Linked DNA regions of Mus musculus: region 2 is linked to region 1. The links are chromatin contacts, called in public promoter capture Hi-C maps. All regions are on one chromosome and are shown on one strand. Each heading gives the region's core, a stretch centred on a gene start, on an enhancer-like site or on the middle of the called end of the contact. The rest is flanking DNA. Distances are from core to core; before and after follow the strand shown.

Region 1 (3,128 bases), core at 322-2,821:
TATTTTAAATTTTACGTGTGTGTGTGTGTGTGTATGCATGTATGTTTGCATGTGTGTGTGCATACGCCTGCAGCAGCCAGAACAGCTTTGCATTCCCTGGAGTTTTCATTACAGGAGATTGTGAACCATCCCATATAGATGCTGGGAACCAACTTTGGGTCCTCTGGAAGAGCAACAAATGCCTTAACTGCCAAGCGCCCCCCAACCCCCTGCTCCACCCCCCACCCCCACCCCGCCTCTCGGAGTCTTACTTTGTTGCCCTAGTGTCTTAGTTAGGGTTTTACTGCTGTGAACAAACACCATGACCAAGGCAACTCTTTTTTTTTTTTTTTTTTGAGACAGGGTTTCTCTGTATAGCTCTGGCTGTCCTGGAACTCATTCTGTAGACCAGGCTGGCCTCGAACTCAGAAATCCACCTGCCTCTGCCTCCCAAAGTGTGTGCCACCACTGCCCATCCCAAGGCAACTCTTATAAGGACACCATTTAATTGGGGCTGGATTACAGGTTCAGAGGTTCAGTCCATTATCATCAAGGCAGGAACATGGTAGCATCTAGGAAGGCTTGGTACAAGAGGAGTTGAGAGTTCTACATCTTCATCTGAAGGCTGCTAGCAGAATACTGGCTTCCAGGCAGCTAGGATGAGGGTCTTAAAGGCCACGCCCACCGTGACATACCCACTCCAAGGCCACACCCACTCCAACAGGGTCACACCTCCAAATAGTGCCACTCCCTGGGCCAAACCTAGTCAAATCATCACACCTAGTCTAGTCTTAAACACCCTGGCTCAAGAGCTCCCCCTGCCTCAGCCTCTCCGGTAGCTGAGACTACAAGGTACCTGCTTACTCTCCTCAACTTCCTTATTTTCTGTTCCCAGCTGGTTTTGCTTTGCTTTCTTCTCTGTCCTTTAATAACTTCCAGCACTTTATTTCCTTGCCTTGCCTCATCCTCCCGAGGCGAAGGTCTTCTGACTTTAAAGTATTGTGTTTATCAGTTAGAATATAAATAAACGTACAGAAAATAATGAGTCACTCATGAGCTCCATCCGGCTTCAGTGGGAGACCCAGACACAACAGTGCTTCCTGTTCTCATGGGATGGGAAGGAGGCCCTCAGCCCTGTGTCAAGAGTTGTCTGATATGACAGCGACACAGAAGGGTGACATCCAAATGAAGAACTCCAGGCGAGGATTTATGGGATCTCAGAGGCAAACTGATAGGTTTCTCTGGAATCATGCTCCCAGAAGAATAGATCAGAGAGAAGTCATCTTAGGTCCATGGGTAGTTCTGAGCCTGGCTCTGTCTGGTAACTTGGACCATCTGCAGAGGAGCTATCTATCATAGGCAGGCTGCCAGGCAGGAGGCAGCTGAAGGGCTGGCGGGAACAGCCATTTTCCAGAGCAGAAAGGGCTGCCTCTTGGCCTGGCTGGACACAATGCAGCATGTTTTCAGACTATAATTGGTGACATCCCCAACCAGGGACACAGTTAAGAGACACTGCTTTGCACAGGGTAGGACAGAGCTATGATTTAGACCCACCTCTTTGCTTACAGTCTTCAAGGCAAGAGAGCAGCCCAGGGGCTCCTGCCGTAAACACATAACATGTGTGCACACCCAGGATAACACGCATGAGGTTGGGCCATGCATAATAACAAGCCTTGCCAGATGGCTGGCTGCTCTGGGCCCGATTTTCCTAAGATGGCATTCATCACGTTGAGGGGGGTGGGAATACAATTTCTGCTCTTTCTAAATGAACACAAGTACGTTTCTATGCCATGATGTCATTTACACGACTGAAGGAAAGATAATTCCGGCACACATTTCTATCTGGTCTTTGAAATAGAATCAAGGCAAGTCCACAATGAAATTGGGCTCCCCAGCCAACAGCAGAGAGCATTCTTCATGGCTGCCTAGTTTTGTTCTTGACCCTCAGGTTCCATGGTTGACCGGAAAGCAAGATTCGGAAACCATGCTTGATTTTTTGCTTTGTTTTTGTTTTTAAGACCATAGGACTTGCTTGGTGAATTTTAGCCTGGTGTGAGCACCAGGCCTCTCAGAAGCAGCTATAGACACTTGATAAGAACAGCCACTTGCCTGCATTAGGCTCTGTCTGCAGAGAGCCATGGACTGTGGATCACTGTCTATGCTGCTGTCTTAGGGCCTCACTGATTGCTTCTGAACTTGACCATCTGAGGCAGTAGGCAGTAGTGTGATTGAGTCAGGCTTCCCCATTCCACTTCATGGGACAGTTTTCCTTCCTTTTCTTTCCTTTTTTTGTGAACATATACTGCTGTGTGTGTGTGTGTGTGTGTGTGTGTGTGTGTGTGTGTGTGTGTGTGTCTGTCTGTCTGTCTGTCTGTCTGTCTGCCTGCCTGCCTGCCTGCCTGCCTGCCTGCCTGCCTGCCTGTCGTCTGTCTGTTTTTCAGCTAGAGAACTCAGGAACTATCTATTTTTTGAGCTGGTTTTCCCACTGACCCAGGGACTCACTGGTTAGGCTGCCTGGCCCCTCCGGCACTTAGATTGCTAGGGCAAATCACCACATCTAGCTTTTTATTCTGTAGCTGCTGGAACTGAACTCAGTTCTTTATGCCTGCAAGGCAAGTACTTTACTGACTAAATGCTCTGCCCAGCTCCATTTGGGACCATTTCCCCGAACAAGGAACTCGTTTCTTTTTAGAGGAATTAAGTCATTTACAAAAATCATAAAACCCGCATAGCATACACTTGACCAGGAGGCAGTACCTAGAACAGCCCAGATTTGAGTCTTGGTGTCCTTCTTTCAAACTATAGCTAGGCATGGCCATTACTGCCCCAGTATCTGTAGGTCCTGTAGGCATGTACATGACTGTACAGACCATAAACAATTCAAACAAAAGACTCCCTGAGGCTAAGACCAGGCAGATGATGTGGCTGGGCCAGAGGATGTGTGAGCCTCATTCCATGATGAGGAGGGAAATAGGCACCAATCCTCCCTAGGGATTCCTAACTGCCCTCCTTATTGCTAGCCTTAGCCTCTCAGGCCCCAGCTCACAGCAAGACTGTGCCAACCTCTGCAAGATCCATGTGACAACTGTTGAGCCAGGTGCAGACTGGCCACACTGCCCAGAGGGAACCTTTCCCTAACCGCTGAGGCA
Region 2 (3,311 bases), core at 97-2,596, 760 kb after region 1:
TGGGGGAAAGGCCCCGAAGTTAACAGAGCCCTTTAACTCCAGAGCTAAGAATAACTAGTTGAGAGATTGTAGCTAAAAAGAAGAGAGCTTGTTGACCTAACCTTCATACAAGAAGCACTGTGGGAGTCAGGTCATAGCAGAGCAGTAGAGGGTGTTATCTCCAGGCTCAGTGAGGAGTTAACTCTGACATTCAAGCTGACTGCCTGGCAAAAGGGCCCAAACTGCTTGTTTTCCTTTAGTAAGAGTGGTAGTTCCAGAAAGCAGCTCATTTGTGATAGTCATTTCCATAAAGTCAGCTCACCTTAGATGTTTATTCTGTTAGGTGAAACTGTCCTCTTCTTATGGACATAGGGTATCTAGGGAGGGTATTCTAGTTCAAGTGAGGTCGTTGTCAAGTGTGTGCATGGGAAGAGAGCTCTGTGGTCACTGCCTCGGCTACTTCTCTCATGGCTGTGAATAAAAGCCTGTCAAGAGCAGTGCAGGGAAGGAGGGGCCTCTTCTGGCCCGCAGCTTGAGAAGTGTGACAGAAATGGCCTGTGGCTGTGGTGACAGGGCTTCAAAGTGGCTCGCTCAGATCTCCATGGACCAGAAGCAGAGAGGACAAAAGCAGTCCCATCTCTAAATCCTCAAGCCTCACACACACACACACACACACACACACACACACACACACACACACTCACACACACATGCACACTCTCTCACACACATGCACACAAACATGCATATTCACACACACTTACACACATGCACACTCACACACATGCATATTCACATACACTCACACACATGCATACATACACACATGCACACATACTCACACGCATGCACACTAACACACATGCACACACACTCACACACATGCACACATACTCACACACTGCATATGCACATTCACACACATTCATGGATATTCACACACACACACACACACACACACTCACATATGCTCATACACACAGTCATACATACATGCACACACAGTCACACACATACACATACACACACAGGACCCACTTCATCTCATGAAGCCCTACTTCCTAACTTCCTAAGCAGGACCACAGGCTGGAGACCAAGTGTTCAAACACAAGCCTCTGAGTTGGACAAATTACAATAGGCGCCTCAGGTAAAAGTTCTGAATTTGTTGTCTTTTTATTTTCTGGATATTTGTGTTTACTTCAGGCATTTTAACAAAATCAAAGATAATTTTTTTTGAACAGTTCTGGGCTCACAGCAAAACTCATATACAGGCAAATAAAATCTGCCCCAAAGTGACCTCACCATTTTGCTCTCACTGGCAGTGGCAGAGCACCAGCTGTTCCCCATCCTGCCAGCATTTGATGGTGTCAGCATCTGTATTTTGACTAGTCCCATAGCTCTGTGGTGGAAGCTCATTGTTGCCTTACTCTGCATCCCTGTATCCAATAACGGAAGCATCTTCTCATTCTCCTCTTCCCCAGCTCTACTTCTTCCCTGGACAGATGGTTGAGTTCTCCCTGCCCTTTGAAATCGGAGTCTTTGCTGCTGTCTTCAGCTCTTGGAGCACTTTGCACAGTGATGCTGCCACTGCTGTCTTGTTCCTGGCTTGTTTGTCCTCTCCTTCTCTTGACACTGTCTTTCCACAAGTACCCATTTTTAAAAACCACATATGTTCATAAAAAAACAGAGAGAGAGAGAGAGAGAGAGAGAGAGAGAGAGAGAGAGAGAGAGAGAGAGAAATGATTGATCCATGGACCAAGGCTAGAAATAGACCCAGTGTGACAATTACTAGAGGAATCTGCTTTGTGCATCATAACTCAGGGTAGAAGGCTTGAGTATTACAATTGGTATCATTGGGCCTGTGAGAGGACTTGGTGGGTGAAGGCTCTCAGCACTTGCCTCACATGGCTGATGTCCTGAGTTCCATACCCTCAAGCTGTAAAGGTGGAAGGAGAGAATGGACTGCACGTCTACACTGTGTACATATGCCTGTGGATACATCATACACACATCATGGGGGAGTAGGAGGGAGCAATGGAGGGAGGGGGAGGGAGGGAGGGAAAGGGGAAGACTAAGAAACAAACTGGTTTCATTATATCTTCATTTTGAAGACAACTATTAACTTATGTGTCATATCATATACCAAGTTAAAATAAACCTCAGGGAAGAGAGGTCTGAAGAAACAATTCTACTGTAAAAAGAACTAGAGAAGAAAGTGTAAGGCTAAGGTGAACAAGGCATTGTGTTTACTTTTATTGGAAGGTTTAAATTATTTCAGATTTTAAAAAATGTATATGAGTATTTTCCTGCACGCAGTACCCAAGGGGTTCTTGAATTGGAGTTAAAGACAGTTGTGAGCCACCATGTGCGTGCCGGGAATCTGAATTCTGACCGCCTACCATGCACAGCAATCATTCTTCATTGTTGAACCATCTCTCCAGCACTTAAAAGGTGAAATTTTGTCTGCCAAGCTCTACATGCAAAAAGTTCAGGTTTATTGAAGTTCAACTGACAAATATAAGTTATGTATTTTAAAATGTGTAATGTGGTGCTCCTGAGATAATTGCCATAACACACACACACACACACACACAACTAAAAAACCAAAACAAAAACAAAAAAAATCCAAAACAAAACAAAAAACCAAAAGCACAGAGCAAAATAAACAAACAAATGAATACAATTCAGAGAAACAGTAGAGTAAAATAAAGAAATTGTACTCTAATTCATATCACCAGCCTACTTTAAGCACCTAAACTGAACATGTACCTTAAAGCCATTCAAGGACTAATTACAATCTAGGTTTCTGTCAGAAACAAAGGCACTTTCTTATTGAATGAAAATGTCTTCCTTCTGGCGTCACCCAATTCCTACAAATAAAATTTCAGGGATGGTGAATGGCTCACAGTCAGATGTCACTGAGTACACAAGGAAGTGAGACACTGTGAGCAAGGAACAGCAGAAAACTCAGACAAAATAACCCAATATGGAAAGACTTCATGAGTCAGAATTAGCATAGAGACAACCATACTGCATTTGCTATTTTTAAAGTTTTATTAAGATCCTGTAGATAAGAAACCAATTTTCTTTTTTTAAATAATATTTTTATTAGATATTTTCTTTATATACATTTCAAATGCTATTCCAAAAGTTCCCTATAACCCCCCCCAAGCCCCCAATTTTCAAAACAGTGACTGTGTTGGGAAGAGATTAGGTAGGAGGGCTTTTGGGGTTAGCACAGGGTCACAGCAACATTCAAGGGTGTTCAGGGGGAAGCCTATAGGGCAGTCTTCAGAAGACCATGAGGCAGAGAAGAAATGCTGGGAGACACC

Evidence for each region. Promoter capture Hi-C pulls out the DNA fragments that hold promoters and counts their contacts.
Region 2: a promoter capture Hi-C map of the HPC-7 cell line shows a contact between it and region 1. The contact joins two enhancer-like sites. A contact is called at or near these places in 16 of 39 promoter capture datasets (the 3T3-L1 cell line, 3T3-L1-derived adipocytes, the C10 cell line and 11 more), 1 of 484 Hi-C or Micro-C datasets (bone marrow-derived macrophages) and 8 of 115 datasets of contacts at active chromatin or transcription factors (the 230-238 cell line, bone marrow-derived dendritic cells, double positive thymocytes and 3 more).

What each region holds. Positions count from the first base shown.
Region 1 is chr13:51,815,295-51,818,422 of GRCm38.p6, forward strand. No RefSeq gene overlaps it. Among named protein-coding and RNA genes, the nearest start is that of Sema4d, 23 kb to the left of the region's middle. Within about 2 kb of position 1,572, at least 84 of the 459 cell types and tissues checked have an H3K27ac peak or open chromatin away from gene starts, as enhancers often do. A contact at or near this core is called in the HPC-7 cell line and bone marrow-derived macrophages, where this site is marked.
Region 2 is chr13:52,577,640-52,580,950 of GRCm38.p6, forward strand. No RefSeq gene overlaps it. Among named protein-coding and RNA genes, the nearest start is that of Gm2848, 6.1 kb to the left of the region's middle. Within about 2 kb of position 1,347, at least 23 of the 459 cell types and tissues checked have an H3K27ac peak or open chromatin away from gene starts, as enhancers often do. A contact at or near this core is called in the HPC-7 cell line and bone marrow-derived macrophages, where this site is marked.